Regions from separate parts of the Macaca mulatta genome. Here region 1 is linked to region 2. Evidence: chromatin contacts called from public Hi-C data. All regions are on one chromosome and are shown on one strand. The core of a region is the stretch at or near the end of the contact, and the rest is flanking DNA. Distances in the headings are between cores, read along the strand shown.

The links. Hi-C and Micro-C count contacts between places; a contact is called where the count stands out from the background.
Region 1: a Hi-C map of fetal cortex germinal zone shows a contact between it and region 2, with 2.6 times the contacts expected there. The contact joins the promoter of XRCC2 here to the promoter of LOC106997723 in region 2. A contact is called at or near these places in 2 of 14 Hi-C or Micro-C datasets (cortical neurons and fetal cortex germinal zone).

The regions. Positions count from the first base shown.
Region 1 is chr3:192,102,101-192,108,396 of T2T-MMU8v2.0, reverse strand. It overlaps XRCC2 (X-ray repair cross complementing 2), which reads left to right and starts at 1,678. Exons shown (of 3, transcript XM_001108141.5): 1 at 1,678-1,837. The coding sequence starts at 1,799.
Region 2 is chr3:191,877,942-191,884,767 of T2T-MMU8v2.0, reverse strand. It overlaps LOC106997723, which reads right to left and starts at 3,263. Exons shown (of 3, transcript XM_077998197.1): 1 at 3,247-3,263; 2 at 2,991-3,072; 3 at 1,702-2,935. The coding sequence starts at 3,263. The coding sequence ends at 2,036.

The DNA.
Region 1 (6,296 bases), core at 429-2,928, 230 kb before region 2:
CAGCTATTCAATTGTAAAGTCTCCTTTCTCAAATATTGATTTACTATGTGAGGAAATATTTACTTTGTATAGAAGTGTGTGGAATGGACGAGGGGGTTGACCTACATATGTGGTTTGGTACACACATATCCTCATTACAGAGGGCATAATGAAGATAGAGGTGGTTCGGCACCATAGGAAAGGGAAAAAAGGAAAAAAAAAAAAAAAGACGGTAGAGGTGGCCTCCCAAGCATCCACTCTCACTCCTCTTGTTAGTGATTCACAATTTGTTGTTATTGTTGTCATTCACTGTTCTGCACACCTTTCCACAGAGCCTATGTGCTTTGAAAGAATATGTCTGTATTCCGGATAGAAGTGGAGCACATGGGGCCAGGTGCAGTGGCTCACGCCTGTAATCCCAGCACTTTAGGAGGCCGAGGCGGGCGGATCACAAGGTCAGGAGTTCGAGATCAGCCTGGCCAATATGGTGAAACCCCGTCTCTACTAAAAATACAAAAATTAGCCAGGCGTGGTGGGGTGTGCCTGTAGTCCCAGATACTTGGGAGGCTGAGGCAGAAGAATCACTTGAACCCGGGAGGCAGAGGTTGCAGTGAGCCGAGATCGCGCCACTGCACTCCTGACTGAGTGACAGAGCGAGACTCAGTCTCAAAAAAAAAAAGGAAAAAAAGAAGTGGGGCACACGGCTCAGGCCTAAGCTAACCAGACCAATCTCACTCCTGATGGTTGTTAATGTTTCAGATGTGGGTCTGCAACCCTAGGTAGAGAAGAGGCCAAGGTAGAAAATATGAATCTGAAGTAAAAAGAAATGAGGTACTTGTTTGCCTAATCAAGCCTCTCAATTAAACTAAACTTGAAGCCTGTCTTACCCTTGGACTTCTAGTGATGTCACCCGGTAAAGCCCATTTGTTTCAGTAAATAAGAGTTGGGTTTTCCGTGACTTGCAACCAAAACCATTCTAACTTACAAAACGAGCAACTTTAATATTATGTATGAGAAATACTTCATTGTTACATGCTCTTTCTCCAGCATGTAACTCTGGAGTCAGAGTCTCTCTCTGTCACCCAAGCTGGAGTGCAGTGGCACAATCTCGGCTCACTGCAACCTCTGCCTCCCTGGTTTAAGCGAGTCTCCTACCTCAGCCTCCCTGAGTAGCTGGGATTACAGGCGCCAGCCACCATGCCCGGCTAATTTTCGTATTTTTAGTGTAGACAGGGTTTTTCACTATTTTGGCCAGGCTGGTCTCGAACTCCTGACCTCAAGTGATCCTCCTGCCCACCTCAAAAAGCAACTTGATAAATCCACAGGCCCGGTATATTTTTAAAATTCTTTTAAATATAGTATACTTTTCTCTTTTTTTCCAGAATTAACCAGGAATCGCACACACAGCCTGAGGCTTTTAACCCGAGAACGGACAAAGGGGCCTGCTTGTGCAGTACAAGTATTTTTAAAGGTTAAACAAATTAAGTACATAAGGTCAGTTTTACCTAATGTAATAATAACGAACCAAAGTTTACAACAGGGAAGAAAAGCAAAGCACCAGCTGTCCCCGCCACCCCTGCCCGGTCTCCAAGGAGACGCTGGAGAGCGCCACGGGGGCCGCGGGAGTCTGACGTCACAGGAACTGGGGGCGGTGGTGGCCCGCACACCCTATTGCGCATGCTCCCGCCTCCCGGCGCGGCCTGGCACAGTGCGCACGCGCGCGCGTGGGCTGGTTTGACTGGCAGTGGCGTCTGCGCCGTTGGTGAATGGCGTTGGTGGCGGGAAAGTTGAGTGTCTCCTGCGCCGAGCCTTCGGGGCGATGTGTAGTGACTTCCATAGGGCTGAGTCTGGGACCGAGGTGAGAGCCGCCGGGTTGGGAGCGAGGGAGATGGGAACAAGGCCGCAGGTGGCCAGGGGAGCCGAGGGAACCCGGGGGGCTGGGAGGCTTGGGGCGGCGCGGCCTGGCCAGGCTGGGACCGGGCTCTCGGCCTGGACACCGGCGATGCTGGCACCCTCTGCCACCTCTCACCTGGGCCCCAGGGGTCCGCCCCTGGGCAACCTGGAGTCCTCCGAGGTGCGAGGACCGGGCGGAGGTGGAGGAAGTCTTTCTGGATAGTTTGGAAGACCTGCTGTCTGCCCAGATCGATATAACATAGGAGGTCTCTCCTCCCAAGAGTGATGGTCTAAAAACCCGTCACAGATTACTGTTGGAAGTGGCAAGCTATGCAAGAAAAGCTAGAAAAGAGAGGGGTCGCCCGTTGGAGCATTTGGAGCTTTTCTGGAACAGGTGGTGTTTGCGGAGGTTGCCTCACCTCCCTGTAGTCCACGTGTCTCTGCTTAGGGCATCTGGGTCTCGCGACCCCCCAGTATTCATTTCCAGCCCAGGTAGCTCCAGAGCCACACAAGCCGATGGAGGCCTCTCAAGAATTGAACTAAGTGTCCAGCGCTTACTGTGTGTCAACTACGGGTTAAGGGATAGGAGTAAGCAACAAAAGACAACTTCTGCCATTAAATAACTAGTAAGGGAGGCTGCTGTAAGAATTACAGTATTGCACAAAAGTTTGTTGTGCATTAGAGGGGCGGGCATCATGGAAGATGCAGGAGGAGATGACTGAAGTTCCAAGGACCATTTGAAATGATTTGGCAAGGAGGGGATGACATTCAGAGCGGAGACAGTGGGGAGTACATGGATTCTGAATTAAGCAAGAGCATGGCTTATTTAGATAACTGCAACTGTTTCTGTAAAATTGGAACAAAGGGAGTGAGGGACAATAGGTTGGGAAGTTAGCGCTCAGCAGTGGGCAGGGTATGAAGGATCTTTTTTTTTTTTTTTTTTTGAGAGGGAGTCTTGCTCTGTCCCCCAGGCTGGAGTGCAGTGGCCGGATCTCAGCTCACTGCAAGCTCCGCCTCCCGGGTTTACGCCATTCTCCTGCCTCAGCCTCCCGAATAGCTGGGACTACAGGCGCCCGCCACCTCGCCCGGCTAGTTTTTCGTATTTTTTTAGTAGAGACGGGGTTTCACCGTGTTAGCCAGGATGGTCTCGATCTCCTGACCTCGCGATCCGCCCGTCTCGGCCTCCCAAAGTGCTGGGATTACAGGCTTGAGCCACCGCGCCTGGCCTGAAGGATCTTTTATGTAGATGAGAGAGGAAGCAATCTCAAAAGAGTCAGCAAACTTTTTTGTGGAGGGCCATATGGTAAATATTTAGGCTTTGCAGGCCATGCCGTTTCTGTCACAACCACTCAACTCTGCTGTTCTAATGGGAAGGCAGTCATAGATAAAGGCACATGGCAGCGTTCCAAGAAAGCTTTGTGTTTTGGATTTGGCTTTCTGGCCATAGTTTGACAATCCCTGTTCCTAAAAAGTAGAGCCACTGCTTAGTATAAGAACGGCTACAGTTAAAATCATATATATATATGTTTAAAAATATATTTATATATAATATATAGAAAGTATATAATATATAAAAACACATTTTTTATATATAAATATATATTTTTCGAGATGAAGTCTTGCTCTTCTTCCCAGGCTGGAGCACAGTGGTGCAATCTCAGCTCTCTGCAACTTCTGCTTCCCGGGTTCAAACGATTCTCCTGCCTCAGCCTCCCAAGTAGTTGGGACTACAGGCATGTGCCACCACACCCAGCTAACCTTTGTATTTTTAGTAGAGATGGGGTTTCCCTGTTTTGGCGAGGCTAGTCTGGAACTCCTGACCTCAGGCGATCCGCCTGCCTCAGCCTCCCAAAGTGCTGGGATTACAGGTGTGAGCCACTGCGCCCTGCCAAAACCTTATGTTTAAATGATTATTTGAAACCCAGGTTAAGGTCTGATGATTTTTGCCATCAGAACAAGCCTCACATCCAAAAAATGGGAGTGTAGCACAGTTAAGTCATGGAACAAAGAACTTAACATCATATCATTTGCCTACCTTGTCTGTGTGGCAATCCTAAACTAGTTCATATTATTCTGGAGTAGAGTGGGGTGGAATGGAGACTAGGAGCTAGGCGATTGGCGCTGCTCTGTTTTCCTTTTTATTAACAAAACCCGTTAAGCCAGCCTCTTTCACTTTAAGTGTCTTGGGGAACTGTGTGGCCACTGCCAAATTTGTTTGAACTCTAGCTGCTTTGCACATTCATCTACTTTGAGTTTACTTGGAGGGATTGTGTTGACGAATATATCTGAAGCCATAAGCTAACCCAAGAAACTGAAATAAGCTACTTTAAATTTTTTTTTTTTTTTTTTTTTTTTTTTTGAGATAAGAGTCTCACTCTGTCGCCCAGGCCTGGAGTGCAGTGGCACGATCTCGGCTCACTGTAACCTCTGCCTCCCGGGTTCAAGCAGTTCTCCTGTCTCAGCCTCCTGAGTAGCTGGGACTACAGGCTCACGCCACCTTGCCTGGCTAATTTTTTTTTTTTTTTTTTTTTTTTTTTTAGCAGAGACCAGGTTTCACTATGTTGGCCAGGCTGGTCTTGAACTCCTGACCTTGTGATCCACCTGGCCTTGGCCTCCCGAAGTGCTGGGATTACAGGCATGAGCCACCACGCCCAGCCTCCTTTAAAATTTTAATTCGCTAGAATTAGAACCTAATAAAATAGTTAACCTTTCTTGTGAATATCAGGGAAAATACATTTCATACGGGGTCTTCAAGAAAATAAAGTTGTAAGAATATTTTTTTAGGCTGGGTGTGGTGGCTCATGCCTGTAACCCCAGCACTTTGGGGGGTTGAGGTGGGCAGATCACCTGAGGTCAGGAGTTAAGAGAGAAACCCTGCCTCTACTAAAAATAAAAATTAGCTGGGTGTGGTGGTGGGCACCTGTAATCCCAGCTACTTGGGAGGGTGAGGGAGGAGAGTTGCTTGAACCCGGGAGGCAGGGGTTTCAGTAAGCCGACATCACGCCTCTGCAGTCCAGCCTGGGTGACAGAGCACAACTCGGTCTCAAAAAAAACGAATATATTTTTAGCAGATTCTAGGGATGAAGTTTTTGGTAAGCCAGGTGGAGAGTGGAGAACATATGCGCCCTTGATTTAAAGAAGACAAGCATTTGACTACAGTTTACAATAGACAATCTATTTTTACCTTTGCATAGTAGCAATCGGATTTTTACTTTTATGTCTCATTGAGATTGTGAGAAAAGATTCAGTGATTTGGGCAGTAGTTTGGTATCATCCACTAAATGGCTTCATTTGCGTATAGTTGTTAAATAATGGTGTACTTTGCATTTTTTCAAGAATGGTAATATGCCTTGAGTTTAAAAATAATTGGTAAATAAAAAATGGGAAGTGTGTCCAGTTTTGGTTGCTATGCACAGCATGCCATGTTTTTTTTCTTTAAAAAACTAACTCAATTATATTTATTATTAAAGCAGTTCATGTACATGGCAGAAAATTCCAATAGCACTGAAGTGAAAAGTAGGAAATGTCTCCACATTATCATTACCCAAGGATAGCCCTGTGAATATCTGTACATTCTTCCAGGGATTTTCTAATGACATATTTTGGAGGCTGAGATATAGAGAATACTGGACTAGAAGTTCAGAAACCTTGGATCTGCCAGGAGCAAGCATTGTGATTTTGGATAAGTCATTTAACCTTTGCTGTACTTTTGTGAAATGAGGGTGGTAGACTGATTTCTCAGTTCCCTTACAGCTCATATACTTCTTTGTATCCTTTGAACTAAACACAGTGTCTGCATAGTAAACGTAAAGATTTACTGATAATAAAGGTTGGCTTTCTTAAAAAGAAAAGCTACAGGGTGGTCTTTTTGCTAGAGGCAAATATTGCATAAGACAAATATTTAATATTTCTTGTAAAATAATAATTGGTGTTGTGTAATCACAGACTTTTAGAATAATGCTTATCACCTTTTATCTTTGCTTCCTTTTTACCCAGAATAGAATCCATATTCCTTCATTATAATTATTCCATTATAATTGCCATCAAATTACTTGCCTCTTAACACCTCTAATCTATTTACCCAACCATAGTGAAAACCAACTGTCTACTTCCACTCAGCTGAATATTACTAGAGAAAATCACAACTAGGCTGACTGGATTTTATTTTAAATTTGTATATTTTCATGTTTTTGAGAAAGGGTCTCGCTCTGTTAGGCTGGATGACACTGGCATGATTACAGCTCTCTGCAGCCTTGACCTCCTGGGGTCAGGTGATTCTCCCACCTCAGCCTCCCGAGTAGCTGGAACTAAAGGGACACACCACCTTGCCTGGCTAATTTTTGTATTTTTTGTAGTGATGTGGTTTCACCATGTTTCCCAGGCTGGTCTCAACTCCTGGGCTCAAGTGATCCACCTGCCTTGGC
Region 2 (6,826 bases), core at 2,014-4,513:
AAATGAGAGAAAGAAAGAAAGAAAAGAAAAGAAAAGGAAAAGAGGCCGGGCGCGGTGGCTCAAGCCTGTAATCCCAGCACTTTGGGAGGCCGAGACGGGCGGATCACGAGGTCAGGAGATCGAGACCATCCTGGCTAACCTGGTGAAACCCTGTCTCTACTAAAAAATACAAAAAACTAGCCGGGCGAGGTGGCGGGCGCCTGTAGTCCCAGCTACTCGGGAGGCTGAGGCAGGAGAATGGCGTAAACCCGGGAGGCGGAGCTTGCAGTGAGCTGAGATCCGGCCACTGCACTCCAGCCTGGGCGACAAAGCGAGACTCCGTCTCAAAAAAAAAAAAAAAAAAAAAAAAAAAAAAAAAAAAAAAGAAAAGAAAAGAAAAGGAAAAGAAAAAGAAAAAGAAAAAAGAGGGCAGGCGCGATGGCTCATGACTGTAATCCCAGCACTTTGGGAGGCAGCGCCGGCTGAATAACGAGGTCAGTAGTTTGAGTACAGCCTGGCCAACATGGTGAAACCCCATCTCTACTAAAAACACAAAAAACTAGCTGGTCGTGGTGACAGGCGCCTGTAATCCCAGCTACTCAGGAGGCTGAGGCAGGAAAATCGCTCGAACCCGGGTGGCGGAGGTTGCAGTGAGCTGACATGCTGCCACTGCACTCCAGCCCTGGTGACAGAGTGAGACTCCGTCTCAAAAAAAAAAAAAAAAAAAAAAAAAAAAAAAAAAAGAGAGAAGAAAACAACCTCCAGTAGGAATAGATAACAAAACATTTGAAATAAGATATATATTTATACACCCAATGAGGGCTAAGAGTTTCTAGCACTGTATAGGTTGCCAATTGGTCAAAACAGAAAGCAACGATTCCCTTTGGAAAATTAGCTGGCAGTAAGAACTGGCTACAATGAAAAGCCAATAACCATGTATGAAAGGCCTCTTTTTGTTGCTTTGTTTGCATTTAATTTCTACTTAAAATACTTCTATTTCAATACTTATAAATAGTATTTATAAATGTAATCAATATGGTAGTTCTTCAAGTGCAATAATACTACAGATAATTATGAATAAGCTCATTCTTATGTTGAATGTAAGGAATATACATCTATATATAGACACCTATATATACTATAATCTGTATATACCTATATATCTATATAGATATCTCTATATATAGATACCTGTATATATGTATTTTTGAGACGGAGTCTCGCTCTGTTGCCCAGACTGGAGTGCAGTGGCACACTCTTGGCTCACTGCAACCTCCGTCTCCCGGGTTCAAGCAATTCTCCCGTCTCAGCCTCCCAAGTAGCCGGGACTACAGGCGCCCGCCACCACGCCCCGGCTCATTTTTGTATTTTTAGTAGAGACGGGGTTTCACCTTTTTGGTCAGGCTAGTCTCCAACTCCTGACCTCAGGTGATCCGCCTGCCTCGTCATGCCAAAATGCTGGAATTACAGACGTGACCCACAGCACCCGGCCATATTTTCTTTCTTAATGACTATTTTTTGTAAATATAAAAACATGTCTGTACATTCCGTACACAGTAATATTTTATTTTCTTCCCAATGTGATAACTAAAATACATTTAAATGAAGGCTAGAATTTAAAAGAAAATTCTTTTACTGATAAATACACTTGTAAAGCAATGAAAATGTTATATGCATTGCTTTGCATATAAACGTTCAAGAAGTATTTGTTGACCAAAGAAATGTCTGAAAATGAAATATTTTAATCTGTTCCGAAATGCCATAATATTGCAAAGAAGCATTTCAAAATATTGTGTCAAATGTTCAAATTTAGCATTCAAATTTAGCGTTTTCCCACATTTTACCCTTCAATTCATACAATTTGCAAAAAGAGTACATGAGTTGATCACTGTTACTTAAAACAATGCGTCACCTTGTTCGGGAGAGAAATTAACATAACGGTCAAGGAGTGAAAATTAAACAACATGACATTTGCTGTCCATTCGATGTTAAAGTTCTAAGCAAATTAGCATGGAGAAAAGGGGATGGGTAGAAATAATAACAGAGCATTGCTTGATTAGTCCGCCTCCACCTCCACGCTGTAAGCGCTGGACAGATCCGGCTTTACTGAGTCCACCGTGCAGGGAAATGGACGCGCGGGCCAAGCGGAATCCCAGGGGCGCGATCGCACCGGCTGGCGTTCCAGCAAACCCTGCATCCCGGGCCCTGGATTCACGCTGCCTTCTGTCTGAGTCTTTGACGTCTTCTCCTCTGCCTGGAAACAGATCGCGGCGGTCCGTACCAGAGAGTGGGAAAGTGCAGGACCACCCGCCAGGAAGACCCGAGAGCGCTGCGCCTTCCCCGCGGTTCCACGGGCACAAAGCGGCAGCCCCAGCTGCGAGCGTGCCTCCCCCCGAGCGCGGCCGGGCTCCCGCGGGGAACAGGTGACCACGGCGCGCGTGGGTGCGGGCGCCAGGTTCCTCCCGACTCCCCCCTGCGACTCCTCCCGACTCTCCCCTGCGGCTCCTCCCGACCCCTCCCTGCGGCTCACCCCGCGGCCGGGGATCCCTCCGCCCACCGCTGGCCCTTCCGCGCCAAGTAGTGCGCCCCCGGCCCCCGCAGCTTCTGCCAACCCGGGCCCGCGGGGACGAGTCCACGGTCGCGCGCGAGAAGGAGCGGCGCGGAGACTGTCGGGGGTGCGGGGAGTCCAGAGGTTTTGCCCGCGAGGCCGCGCGGGGCTCCCAGTGTCCAGGGAGACAGCGCGGCTGAGCCCGCGGGACCACGGCTCCACCCGCCGCGAGCGGGCCGGGGGTGTACGGCCGAGGCGGAGCCGCCCGGGAAGCCGCACGAGGCCGGCGGCCGGCGGCGGAGGCAGGTGTCCCGAGGCCCGCCCCACCCCCACCGCCGCGGGCAGGAAGAGGAAGGAACCGCGGCCAGGCCTCGCGGGCGGGGGTGCCCGGCCCGGGAAGCGCGTGACCTAGTTCGTCCCAAAGTGGATTTGACAGGTTGTCAGCTCCACTCCCCGCCCCCACCGCCTTCCGGGTCTCCCTCCCCTCGCGGGGCGGCCCACGGCCCGCGGTCCCCGACTCTGCCTCCCATTGGCTCTCTCGCCGCCTGGCGCCCCGCCCCCTCGGTATCACCCTTCCATTGGCTTGGGGCCCCGCCCCTGCCCCAACATGCCCTCCCACTGGCTTCACGCCGCCTGGCACCCAGCCTCAGCCCAGAGGACCCAGCCCGACCTCCCATTGGCCTCGCGCCGCCTAATGCCCCGCCCTCGCCCCGGCCCACCCTCCCATTGGCCTCATGTCGCCTAGCGCCCCGCCCTCGCCCCGGCCCGCCCTCTCATTGGCCTCGCGCCGCCTGGCGCCCCGCCTCCTCCGCAGCCCCCTCTCCCCGCCCAGCCCGGCTGGCTGCTCGGCTGCGGGTGTTCCTCTGTCTCGGTCTCTTTCCTTCCCTCCCGAGTGTTGCTCCTGTTCCTTTCCTTTTCTCCATGTCTCCTTTTTCTGATCTCCTCCCGTTTCGGCAGCCCGAGCGGTCTTGCCCGGCTGCACCCTGCGGCCTGAACTGGGCCCCCGGTGCCGCTGCCTGAGTTCCACGACCTGCCCTGGGGCCCCCTGCAACCTTCCCGCTGCTCCCGGAACCTGACCCCTCTGTGCTTCACTTCTCGGTTTTCTTCCCTGAAATAAGCACAGCGAATCCCTTCTCCAGGTTTTCTCGTGTGTTCAGTCTGCAAGGCTTTTCTCCCTTTCTCCACCCTGCGCCTCGGTTTCTCCCCCGCTTCCCCGCCCTCTCTAAACTCAGCCAAGTGGAACAGATCTCCCAGCAAAACAAGGCAGAGGGCGAGGATAAAAATGATAAATGTCAATATCAACATTTTTATTGCTTTAGGTTTTTAAAACACAAAATTAGCAGGAACGCCCAGATCAACCCAGACCTAGGATCAAGATGGAGTTTCTTAAAGTACCAAGTGAGACTGTAGTGACAAAGTCGATTATCCCAGCAATATTATCAGCTTTGCCTGGGGAATCTACTTTTACTTTGTTTTTATTGTTTGTTTGTTCTGAGATGGAGTCTCGCTCTGTCGCCCAGGCTGGAGTGCAATGGCGCGATCTCGGCTCACTGCAACCTCCGTCTCCCGGGTTCAAGCAATTCTCCTGACTCAGCCTCCCAAATAGCTGGGAGTACAGGCGCCCACCACCACGCCCAGCTAATTTTTGCATTTGTAGTAGAGACGGGGTTTCTCCATGTTGGTCAGGCTGGTCTCGAACTCCGTATGTCAGGTGATCCGCCCGCCTCGGCCTCCCAAAGTGCTAGGATTACAGGCGTGAGCCACTGCACCCGGCCTACTTCTAGTTTGTTTATGCAGTATTCTAACGATTTAAAATTTGTATTTTTTTTTTTTTTTAATTTTCTGAACTCGTTTTGTAAATGGCTGCTCTTGAATGTGAGGATAAATTGACTGACTGATGAGGCTGAGGTTTGGAGCCAATCCCCGCCCAAGGCATTTGGCATCAAACACGAGAAACCCTTGGCTATTCAAATGAGGAGACTCAAGTAACTTTCCCAGGGTCACTAAAGTGGGAGACCTCAAACGTGGACCCAGCTCAGACTCCAGAGGTCCACCAGGACGACCCATCATGGCTCATTAATATATCCGGAAGAATGGCAGAACTGCTCTTTCCAGCTGCCTTCCTGCCTATCGTGGGGGTCCTAACCGAGCTCCCCACCATGGAATTCAAGGCCTACCTTATAGGATCCCTGGCTTACAGGAGCAGTTTCAATGCAGCAAGCGCACTGACCACGTTTCTGCCAAGACCTTTTTGTCAGAGGGCCTTTGTACTTGAATTTCTTTAGACTTCTCACCTGGCTTCGCTCATCTGTCACCTTGGGGAGGCATTTCTCTTTCTTTGTTTCTTTCTCTTTCTTTTTTTGAAACCGAGTCTTGCCCTGTTGCCCAGGCTGGAGTGCAATGGCACGATCTCAGCTCACTGCAACCTCCGCCTTCCAGGTTCTAGTGATTCTCCTGCCTCAGCCTCCTGAGTAGCTGGGATTACAGGCATGTGCCACCACCCCCGGCTAATTTTTGTATTTTTAGTAGAGACAGGGTTTCACCATGTTGGCCAGGCTGGTCTCTAACTCCTGACCTCAGGTGATCCATTCACCTCAGCTTACAGGCATGAACCACTGGGCCCAGCCTCTCCTCTCCTCTCTTCCCTGCTCCCCTCCCCTCCCCTTTCCTCTCCTCTCCCTTTTCTTCTTTCTCTTTCTTCCTTCCTTCATTTCTTTGTTTCTTCCTCCTTTCCTTTTCCTTTTCTGTTTTTTGAGATGGAGTCTCTCTCTGTTGCCCAGGCTTGGCTCGCTGCAACCTCTGCCTCCCAGGTTCAAGTAATTATCCTGCCTCAGCCTACCTAGTATCTGGGATTACAGGTGCCTGCCACCACACCCAGCTAATCTTTGTAGTTTTAGTAGAGAGAGCGTTTCACCATGTTGGCCAGGCTGGTCTCGAACTCCGGACCTCAAGTGATCTGCCCACCTCGGCCTCCCAAAGTGCTGGGATTACAGGCATGAGCCACCACGCCTGGCTTCTTTTTCTTTTTTCTTTTCTTTTTTTTTTTTTTTTTTTTTTTTTTTTGAGACAGGGTCTCACTCTGTTGCCAAGCCTGGAGTGCAGTGGTGCAATCTTGGCTCACTGCAGTCTTGACCTCCTGGGCTCAGGTGATCCTCCCACCTCAGCCTCCCAAGTAGTGGGGACTACAGGTATGCACTACAACACCTGGCTAATTTTAAAATTTTAATTTAATTTAATTATTTCGAGACAGAGTCTTGCTCTTTCACCCAGGCTGGGGTGCAGTGGCGTGATCTTGGCTCACTGCAACCTCCACCTCCCGGGTTCAAGCGATTCTCCTGCTTCTGCCTCCCAAGTAGCTGGGATTACAAACGCCCTACGCAGTGCCCAGCTAATTTTTGTATTTTTAGTAGAGATGGGGTTTCACCATGTTGGCCAGGCTGGTCTAGAACTCCTGAGCTCAGGTGATCTACCCGCTTTGGCCTCCCAAAGTACTGGGATTACAGGCGTGAGCCATGGCACCCAGCCGATTTTTTTTCTTTTTTCTTTTCCTTTTTTTTTTTTTTTTTTTTTTTTTTTTTTTGTAGAGTCTGGGTTTCACATGGTGAAACCCCAGGCTGGTCTCAAACTCCTGGGCTCAAGTGATCCGCCCACCTCAACCTCCCAAAGTGCTAGGATTACAGGCTTGAGCCACCTCGCCTGGCCTGGGGGAGCATTTCTGACATTGTACGTACCTAAAGTACCTTTCACCGCTCCCTATCATATCACCCTGTTTTCCTCAGAGCTCTTGGCACAGTCTGAAATCATTGTTTACTTACTTATTATGGTCTGTTCCCCTTCATCTCCCTTCCACCACTAAGATGTGAGCTGCTGGACACAGGGGCCTTTTTGGTGTTTTTTCAGAGCTGTATCTTCAGGGCACAAGGTGAGTGCTCAACAAATCCTTGAACAAATGAACAGGTACATTTGCTGTGACTGAATGGACTAACCAAACTGTCCTTCCCTTTGGATTCTGCCAGAATTGTATAGACATACCTATAAGTAAGAGAGCTGGGAAGATAGCTATTTTGTTTTTAAATATTTTGTGTTTCTTTCATTCGCGTACTTTATTTCCTGCAATTTTTGAAAACAAGCAACTTTAATTTGTAACAAAAGGATTAAATAAATATCCTCCCCCGCCCTTTTTTTTTTGAATCCTGCTATTTTTTGACAAGGAGAGTGGGAAGGCCATTGCCCCAAGGCCACTGTGTTGCCCACTTTTTTTCCAGCTGTTCACAGAATGTAGTCACTGGCCTTGCCCTC